2 separate regions of the Danio rerio genome follow, and region 1 is linked to region 2. Evidence: chromatin contacts called from public HiCAR-type data. All regions are on one chromosome and are shown on one strand. Each heading gives the region's core, a stretch centred on a gene start, on an enhancer-like site or on the middle of the called end of the contact. The rest is flanking DNA. Distances are from core to core; before and after follow the strand shown. Region 1 has its middle 140 kb from the start of jun. Region 2 has its middle 25 kb from the start of prdx6.

What was found. HiCAR-type assays count read pairs that join an accessible place to other places.
Region 1: a HiCAR-type map of caudal fin shows a contact between it and region 2, with 5 times the contacts expected there. The contact joins two enhancer-like sites. A contact is called at or near these places in 2 of 18 Hi-C or Micro-C datasets (caudal fin and an unstated tissue) and 1 of 4 datasets of contacts at active chromatin or transcription factors (caudal fin).

The regions. Positions count from the first base shown.
Region 1 is chr20:16,635,001-16,640,410 of GRCz12tu, forward strand. No RefSeq gene overlaps it. Among named protein-coding and RNA genes, the nearest start is that of jun, 140 kb to the right of the region's middle. Within about 2 kb of position 1,506, at least 33 of the 62 cell types and tissues checked have an H3K27ac peak or open chromatin away from gene starts, as enhancers often do. A contact at or near this core is called in caudal fin, where this site is marked.
Region 2 is chr20:16,442,092-16,447,396 of GRCz12tu, forward strand. No RefSeq gene overlaps it. Among named protein-coding and RNA genes, the nearest start is that of prdx6, 25 kb to the left of the region's middle. Within about 2 kb of position 2,685, at least 46 of the 62 cell types and tissues checked have an H3K27ac peak or open chromatin away from gene starts, as enhancers often do. A contact at or near this core is called in caudal fin, where this site is marked.

The DNA.
Region 1 (5,410 bases), core at 256-2,755, 190 kb after region 2:
TTTTTTTATTTTTCCTTTGCTGTTTACTAGAGGAGGTACAGTAGAAACACAGTATGATAGAAGAGAAAAAGTTTCACAGTTTTGCTTAAAGTGAACAAAGTATCCACGAAACACACAAGAGTGATTTTGGTCACTTTTCAACACAACCTAAAATCAACAAAATATCAACTTCATTTGAGTTCCTTAGACGCTGACTAGACATTGAAATTTAGTCACCTGACGTCATGACGTATCTAACCTAATATTAACATCTTATGATGTTGTGTGCTTACTGGGCAAAAACTAAATGCACTACAGAATGTAACGTTTACACACACATCCACAAATTACATGTAAATGCATCAGATTTTACAACGTAATACTCACTACTCAATACTCTTGAGTACTTTTGAAAGGTCTACTTTTTAGTCATACTTTGAGTAATATTTACAACAGACTTTTATTCTACTTGCACTACATTTTTAGGCAAGAAATTGTACTTTTACTTAAGTAGATTTTTCAGTACTATTTCCACCACTAGTAGTACCTGCAGGTCAGTTATGAGAAACCATGGGGAGTATAATTATAACATATACTGTACATGCAAACAAGCTGATCCAGTGGTTCTGCATTGAGAAAGCAAAAGAGAAAAAGAAAGAAAAACTCTTCGAAAAAAGAAAGTGAAAGAGGAATGGTGGTCCATCCTTTTTTTATTTTTCAAAGAAGACTACATTGTTTAATATATTAAATGCTATGTTCTGATTCCGGTTTGTGAGTTTTAACAGTTTTAAATTGTGCTTTAATCAAAAGAAATAATAATACAATACAATATTGTAATGCAATAATAATTCTTGTACATAAGTTAAAAAACTATATTAAATATATAATAACAAAATAAAATAAAAGTAATATTATGAATAAAATTATAGATAAATTAATACATAAAATAAAAAATAAAAAATCTCTGTCAAGCAAGTGATTCCTGGACATGTGATAAATGAATTACCGACAACAGATGTTTAGAAGTTTCACTTTTATAATATCAAATTCCTCTATCTGAGGAATCACCTTCTTACAGTACAGTATGCATGATATTCAGCCAATATCACAAACAGCTCTTAACCAGAAACAGCCCACAGTTGGTTTATTGTACGTTATGAGGGAATTTCTATCTTCTGCCCCTTTTTTAAAGTGCAAAAGTGTAAAGTACACGAGAAAAGCCCCCTTTAGAGCAAGCGGAGCCCCTCACATTCACTACACCCACACTGTTAGACACATACACAAGCACACAGCCATCTCAGCTATTTGAGACGCAGAGCAGCCGAGTGTGATTCCCAATGGTGAAAAGATAAGGAAGCAGGCGTGACATTAAGAGAAACGAAAGAGAGAAAGCTGTATCAGTTCATTTTACAAAAAAACAACAACTTTGTCTTGTATCTGGTTACTCTGTCTTTGGCTGTTTCTGCTCTTCAACGTAGTGATTCAGCACTTTTGGTCATGTGACCATCGGGAGATCCCTCACAGCAGTCATGTGACTGGCTGGAAGCTTCTCCCACTGCCAGAGCTGATTCCCAGAAACCTGAGCTCAAGGGGAAAGAGAATACTGGGTGTTTTTGTTTATCTGTTTGTGTCTTTTCTGACCTTTCCGAGTGTGGTTTAGTTAACCCTATAAATCCTAATTCATAAGGTTTGATTTTAGATTTCAAAAGCCTCAACATTTTGCTTTTTGATACAATATGCTTTTTTTACTGGTCAATAATTTATCAATTGATATATTTTTTAAAGCAAACTAAAAATGTATTTCCTCTAAAAACATTGCCCTACAAAAACAGCTATTTACAGCGACCAATACATACAAACGTACAATATTGTGTCGACTGGAAGGACATTTTTAGAATGCAAAAAAAGGACAATAGTCATTCTGGGATGTGGTAAAGGCTTCTGTTTAGTCATTAGCATATTATAGATTTTTTTATATCTCATGGTGACACATTTTAGTGTTTGGATAATACAGTACATCTGTCTATGCGGTTCACATGTTCACATGTTGTGGAATCCAACACAACACAACACAACACAAAGCAGCAACACTGTAAAAAAGCAAACAAACAGATAATGTCCTGGCAGAAATCAGTAGTATATTTTCCTCAAAACACACTGTCAATCAATCAATCAATCAATCAATCAATCAATCAATCAATCAATCAATAGAGATCGTTTGTGAATAAAGTTCATGCACTGTGAGTTACATGAACTAAAACTCAAATAACATTAACTAGCATTGCCAAAGATTAACAAATACAATAGTAAATGCATTATTTATTGATTGTTCATGTTAGTAAATAATTCATTATTAATTAATGGACCATTATTTTAAAGCGTCACCATTATATTTAATAAATATTACTACTATTTTAATAATTTTAATATTTAATGCACATTAATTTCTGTTAAATATGAATAAAATATTCATTATGAATAATTATAATTTACAGTGACAACATATAATTGCAACAAAGTAGTCTGTAAGTAATCTTCTTAAGTAGAAGCTGAAAAACAGCATGTAATTGCTGAAACTGGTGTTATTAATCATAGCAACACCAATTAATATCCTCCTCATAGACTGACCTTTATAAGTGTCTGGTTCTGCATTCAAGAAAATTGAACAATACACCATTCCTGCAAATGTTTCGAGCCCATTCATCCTTATAACGGTGCTATTTCATATAATAATAATCTTTTTTTATATTGGCAAGATCTAGGAAGCAGTGCCTTTTTAGGGGTTGGGAACACAAACTTCTGTAAAAGACGAGCATTTACAGGATAGTGATTAGAAATGTATAGGAACGAAGTAGAACTACTTCACTACTGTACTTAAGTACTAAAAGGCAGTATCTCTACTTTATTGGAGTATTGTTTTTTCTCCTATATACATATATATATATTTTCGATGAGTTTAATTCTTTTACTATGATAGATTTTTTATGTGCTGCATCGCTACTAGTTACCAGGGTTGTACTATGGGCGGCACAGCACACGAGCCACTCTTTCACTATTATGGAGAAATGCTGTAAAACTCTGTCTCCCTTTAGACCTTTGACCTGCTGGCCTGTTTGTGAGGTAACTTTTCCTCTCCTCTTGGCTGTTTAAGTGATATTTCTGGATCCAGACACGAGCGTACCTGAGATGCAAGTTTTCTCCACTGTGTCTATTATGGATTACCTGTGATAACCGCGTATTATGTGCATACAGACTGTAACCGCGGCTGTTCTTCCCACCATCTGCGAATAGCGCTTTCATTTTTAAAGCCGATAGCAGCTCTTTCTGTTGAGCAGATGAAGACAACAACCAATCATAGAGACCTCACCTGTCAGCACTCAAATAGCAAGCGGGATAATATTTACATAAGTTTATTAGCTATAAATGCTCACGCTGTCTTCTGTGCATGTATTGGAATTTTGTTTGATACATTCAGAAAGAGTGTTTCTTTAAGCAGGTTAAATTAAGGGTATAGTTCATATATCTCACTGCTGTATTAAAGAATACAATTGTTTTACAAATAATATATAAATATATTCATACATTTTAATAAAAAAATGATTGTGTTGTGAAGAAAAAGTATGTATAGATTATGAAAAATTATATATAGATTATATAAATTATGTATCTAATTATGTATAGAAAAGCATTGTCAGTGCACCAAGATGCACCGAGAAATCGAATTGAACCAAATCGATGGCATGATAATCGTAACCGAACCAAACCGTGAGACCAGTGTATCACACCCCTACACGTTACAGCAATAGCCCTTTTTCTTGGCTGCTGTATAGCCTTATAGCCATAGCAACCAGAGTCTTCCGGTAGAATGTTTAGAACTTTTGTTTACAGCGTTTACAATCGGTAATTTGCAATTCAAAAACGAGTTTCAATAGTGTTTTGAGTGGATTACGATGTGCTTTTGTGACACATAAGTTTGAAAGGGTGTGTTGCAGCTGTTATATTCTGTCAAATCTGTGTTTCAAGCGCGAGAGAAAAACAGTAGCATATGCCATGTTTCTTTTCGTTCTGCTTAATCACGTGCCCCCCAAAAAGATATCTTAAATAAACAAAACAATATGATGTCTTTTGACTGCTTTCTTTATTAACTGCATTACACAATACTTGTACTTTTACTTTTAGTACTTGAGTATTAAATTTTGAAATAAACTGCTTGCAATACTTAAGAACAATTTTTTAAAAAATATTTTAGTACTTCCACTTAAGTATGATTATAAATAAGTTTTTTTAAGTTTTTAATTTGTCAACTCTCATTATTTCATATATGGCGTTTGTACTTTTATAGAATGGGAGTTTGTAAACATACTCATTGCGTGCTAAGATGCGTACAGTAGCATTTTGATTGAATGTAGTGGGCCGCTGTCCTAAAATGCCAGGGCTGATTTTTTGTCCCAGTCCAGCCCCGTGTATGGAACACTATTTTAATCGTGTATGGAACACCGTTAACACCTATCATCTTACGTACACATGTGTAGGGGGTGCTTTTTTCCATCTTTTCTCAAAAACTACTGGTCCAAAAGGCTGAAATCAAAATTTGGATTGTGCAAGAGGTATTTACCCAGAGAATGATCACACAAACATGTTTATCTGGTTTTCAATAACGAAGGAGGAGTTGTTTGAGTGCGCTAAAAAGCAAAAAGTGTACAAAATATAGTCTATGTTAATTTCTGTTCTAATTTAAAATTGTTTCAAGAGGTCACCGTTATTGCTTGACATTATTTGAAGGTTTGGCATGCTGTCCCAGGAGAGAACCCTGAGCTTAGGGATAACTGGTCAATTATCATGTAAAGGGTTCTGAGATCTGGAGAGATCCCCCTTGTAAAGGATGAAAATGAGGAGATGGGGTGGAATGGGGGATTGTTCCAAAACAAAAATAAGTCAGTAGGATGAGATTGGTCTATTTATTGTAGACTTGGCTCAATGTGATAGGATTATCACGGATTACGGTTGAGAGACCGGCTGCGGTCAAGCATATCTTGTGCTTCCCGAATCCCTTTTTTTCCAACAAACATTCTTAAAATGCACCTCTTGACCTGTGGTTAGAAGAGTTTCTTCCTATATGTGACATATCCAGATAAATAGATCATGAAAGTACATTAAAAAATTAGCTAATGCCAAGTTCATATACTGCACCATATTGGCCCTGATGTTTACTTGCCATCAGGTTTTGTGAAATAACAAATAATACCCAAATACCACAAATAAATACTATAAAATGACCAAAATTGGAGGCAAATTTTTGTGAGTGAAATTGTGTAGTGTGAATTATAAAAATTGTTTTCAGAGAAAATTTTGGGTGGCTATGAAATATTTGCCATTTGAAATATCTAGACCTGCTGGCAATTCAAAATCCTGCGATGTAAATATAGCAGTT
Region 2 (5,305 bases), core at 1,435-3,934:
GAAATCTTGTCCGGATTGATGCTGCGCCGACGCCACGTGACTGTCACATGTGGCATCAAAGTACCGCGACAGCGCTCCGAGATCAGACGGCAAACTCAGACCATGCAGCTTCTGATGAGCGACTGCAGGAGCTTTGATGATGACACCGATATTACACGATTGGCCGAGTTTACCACATGACAACAAACACGTGTATTTCGGGTTTATAATTGGACAAATTCCGATTCAAAAGTTTCAAAACAAACAATTCACTTTTCACACCCTCTCTATCCTGTACACATCTTGCTTATTAAAAGACTACAAATATTTTACTGCAGTATCATCTTTTGTTAAATAATCTGGTTATAAAGGTTAGCTTGTTTGCACAGGTTTATTTTTTAACTTTTTTATACAGACTATTTACTGCATTCATCTCCATGAACGATTTAAATGATATATTTTAGTGTATATTTTAGTGAATAACCTAAATATGAACTCAAATAAGTCTTACAGACTTGAAATAAGAAAATCATCATCATTGATCCTGCCCCCCTAAAGCTCTCTTAACAAATTAAAGTAAAGAACTATTTTATTAAATAATTATAAAATGGCTTTATTATTATAATATAAATATATATTTTATTTTCTGTCTAGCAGTTTAAAGGCTACCTGCTCTTTCTGGGAAACTTCTACATAGCTCACTTATTTTACCTTTTGTTCTTTTCAACACAATCTTTTTGGATTAAAATGCTTTTTTGAAAATTCATTCATCATCCAAAATAATGTCATTTATTAAGACCTAACCAAAACACCTTGTTTTGCTTTTTACATGGGAAATTTTTATATCTATAAATGTACATATATGTTAACCCTTTTTTAGCAGATTCAAACAAGAAGTATTAGCCTAAAGATTGATGTTTAACTCCTAGAATTTATGCTTATTGCTTTGTATTTAATAGACTTGTTCGTTTTTATGTTTATATTAACCTCTCATTTCCTCTTATTTCTCTCATGCATTTGTTATATATTTTATTCATAATTCTCTCTTATTGTTTAAAAAGGAACTACAGTTTGAAGAGCCTGTATTCTGTTTTATTTGTAAATGTTTTGTTGTTATAAATAAAAATAACAAAAAAAATATGATGACGCCATGTGATCGGTCATCATGACTGCAGCAACTTTGAGTCCCGAAGTGTCCAGCTGTCCGTCTTGACGGCTCCGTTTTCAACTCCGCCCCGCCTGCGCTCGGCTAATCTCGTTGATCACCGGCTGCAGCTGAGCTTCATGTCGAACGCACCTATTTATTTGTCAAGTATGGCAACCAAAATTCAATGTTTGATAGACGTCATAGTGGTAACATCCACATAATGTCAAGCTGTAATAATTAGATGTTGATATTTGGTTAATGTGGAATCTCTAAAAGCTAATAAATTTAACCTATTTTTAGAATCATGTGCAGGCTTTAGTGTTTAAGTAAAAAAGTAAACATTTATTATGTTCTCTACCATGTCTGAATAATCTATATTTTTAGATTGGGTAATTTAATATTATTTAAAATTAGCGGTTGTAGTATCCTGAAATGACCCCGAAAATAGTTGCCTATTGTTAAAAGTACTCGGACAATTCCCTGCACCACACCTAATAGCCAATAGATGGTGGTATAAGACCTCAGATTGTATCTCAAATATCTTATTTTACAGGTTTACTAAACCAAGGAGAAACCCGTTAACAATTGAGATCTCATTGATAGGCTTTGATTTCCTTAATGTGGATGATGGGATGTGGATTCCTTAATGTGGATGATGTTAATGGTCCAACCTTCTTCAAAATATCTTCTTTTGTGTCAAAAAAGGTCTATTGTTTATTTTATTATTTATAATTATTTAACATTTATTTTATCTAAGTTAGATGATAATTTCAACTTTACCTTTTTATTTTAATAACCATAATTATATTATGTTTTATATTTACTTATTTTGTTTAGGTTTATATACTACTTGTTTTATATTTTAAATTAGATGATTATTTTCCGTTTTTTAAACTTTAGATTTAATATTTATTTTCTTAAACATTAGATGATTATTTTATCTTATTATTCATAAAGTACTTTATTTAATTTTTCACTTATTTATTATTTTATTTAATTCAATTTTATTTTACTCACCATGAAAATGCTTTCCTCGGGTTTTGTGGCTGCCTCAAGATAACAAAGATGATTGTTATTGTGTTATTATAAAATAAACAGAAGGAGCTATTCCTTTAAGAGCTTCTCTGATGTGTTGTTGGACTTCCAACCTTGTTGATCGACCTACAAAAATGTGATGGAATTTAGAAACTGTGACTCCAAACACAGCAGCGCCAGGTGTCAATGAGGCATGAAAGGAAGCCTTGTTATCACAAGCATTCCATTTGTCCATTAAAAACTAAAAAATGTTCCCACACGGGCACTTATGGGAGTAAATGATTGACCCAGAGCAGAGGCCTGACTCCCGGGTGTCCGGCATGAGTGCACTGTTCCTCGGCTCTGGAGCAGGTGGAGCGCGCGGGCTTTGGGTTTCCACAACTATTCAGCCGCGATACTGCAGCAGCTCGAATAACAGGGTGAAGGTCAGGGAAAAGTTATGCGGTTCGACGGAGAGCACCAGATGCTCTTGTGCGTCACAGAAGAGGACAGATTTCCTCTGGCTCTCTCCCTCCCTCCAGAAGAATCCCGTAAACAGACAGGGATTCCCCTCACTGCCCGGTAAACGCAGACGGCGTGTGTTTGAAGGGATGGGGGAGCGGACGAGCCGATGGCATTACTTACATCTGCATCAACTGTCCTGATAATCAAAGAAGAGACTTTTAAAAAAGTGTATATATTTAGAAAATATATATTTACATGTGTGAAACTTTACGTTTTGCAGAGGACAAGTACCACTAGATGGCAGTAGCAGATCACTGGTGAAAATGTACAATATTAGGGACCCTCAACTGACAGATTCTCAGGAGACAAAAGATACTGTAGGTGACTGATAGACAGACAGACAGACAGACAGACAGATAGATAGATAGATAGATAGATAGATAGATAGATAGATAGATAGATAGATAGATATATATATAGATAGATAGATAGATAGATAGATAGATAGATAGATAGATAGATAGATAGATAGATAGATAGATAGTCTGGTTAATGATTGACAGATACAATTTATTCAAACACAATAATACCATAACCATATGACCATATATAAAACCTTTCTTTATACAACAATGGTGTTTAGGACACCTGTAAGCACAAACATTTTAAAAATGGATACAGTGTATACATTTGGAAAAAGTCTCATAAGTCTATAGTCACACTCAAGCACTTGGCTATCACATTAAAGATGAAATTAACCAAATATTAGCCTGTAGTTAACCAAAATTACTTGTATATATAGAATTAGACCTGTAAATTACAGAAAAAAGTACTGCCAGCTACTTTAATTTTTTTTTACCACAACATCGACCAACCAGACAATATCCAGTTTAAAACTTTTAAAAATGTCAATAAAACTTAAATTAAGCATAAATAAACACTCCTGAATTACAATTTTAAAAGAACTTGATTAAAACCTCACTCAATCATTACCATGCTTCATTTAACTAGTTGATCTTTATGGATAATAAGCCAGGAAAATGTTTTATGCAAGTTTTAGTCGAGTAATTAAGCCGTGGTTGCACTAGTCATTACGCTTCATTTACTTCCATTCATACGCAGGTAAACATGGGAGACCAGAAACACTCATGCGAAGAAGTTTTCTGTTCATGACCGTTAAACTCTGACCTGCGAATTTGCATAAGATATAGACATTTGACCAATCAGGCATTTAAAGGTTACAGACTGACCTTTAGGCTGAATCAGTTCACCCATTTAAAAAAATGTGATTTGCAAGTAATATTGAATGCTTGAAGAAGTCTTGTGTAAGTAATAATGTTGAAGATTATATATCCATACACACAACATGAATGGTGTGGTTCATTAGAGCGTGTGTTAGGAAAATATAAGCTTTGCTAATTATATTGTTCATTTTGAAAATATCTGTCAATGTGGCAAGGTGCAATACAAGTTACCAAGCATGAGCCAAGCAACTTTTATAATTCATGATCAAAAACGTATTAATGTCATTATGAGGCAGAACGTAATTTTTTTTTTACCCCTACCTCAATCTAAATCCAACTCATGGTAATGTAAAATATTATTTGTTGCACACTGTCACTAAAATTGGGGCGGCGTGGTGGCACCACGGGTAGTGCGTTCGCCTCACATCAAGAAGATCGCTGGTTTAAGCCTCGGCTGGGTCAGTTGGCATTTCTGTGTGGAGTTATACCTGTGTTCATATGGGTTTCCTCCAGGTGCTCCGGTTTCCCCCAAAAGTCCAAATACATGTGGTACAGGTGAATTAAGTAAGCTAAAAATTGTCCGTAGAGTATGTGTGTGAATGAGTGTGTATGGTATGGGTGTTTTCCAGTGATGGGTTGCTGCTGGAAGTGCATCCATTGCATAAAACATATGCTGGATAAGTTAGTGGTTCATTCCTCTGTGGCAACCCCTGAATAATAAAGGGACTAAGCCGAAAAGGAAATGAACGAATGAATGAATGTGACAAAAATGATGCTATATTGACATGAGTTGACATCCTCAGCTGTATCCAATTTAAACTTAACCCTCTACTGCAGCATGGTGTTTTACAAACCTTAAATGGGATGTTTTGCCTATAGTTATGTGTATTTGAATGTCTGAAACCTAAAATAAATGTTATTTGTTTAAAAGCATAGATAAATTGTGATTGTTAACAAGTGCTGCACTCTTTCTTTGCTTCAGTGCGTTCCATCAGATTTGAATATTACAGTTGATGATGTGTGTTCTGAATGTCAAATCACACCGTACAGTTTAGGGACAAGCCAAGGCTGATCACAACGGTGTGATCATGTACTTCAGGGTCAAGCCAAGGCTGTTTACACCGGTGTGATTGTTTGCTTTAGCGACAAGCCAAGGCTGATTACACCAGTGTGATCGTGTCATAATTATATGCTTCAGGGACCAGCCTAGGTTGATCACACCGGTGTGATTGTGCCGTGATCGTACACTTCAGGGATCAGTCTAGCCTAATCACATTGGTGTGATTAGCCTTGTCTTGTCACTGAAGCATACAATCACAGCTGTGATTGTGTCGTGATCGTACACTTCAGGGACCAGTCTAGCCTGATCACACTGGGAATTAAAGCCTACAATCACGACACAATCACACTGGTGTGATCAGCCTTGCCTTGTTTCTGAGGTGTCTGATCACACCAG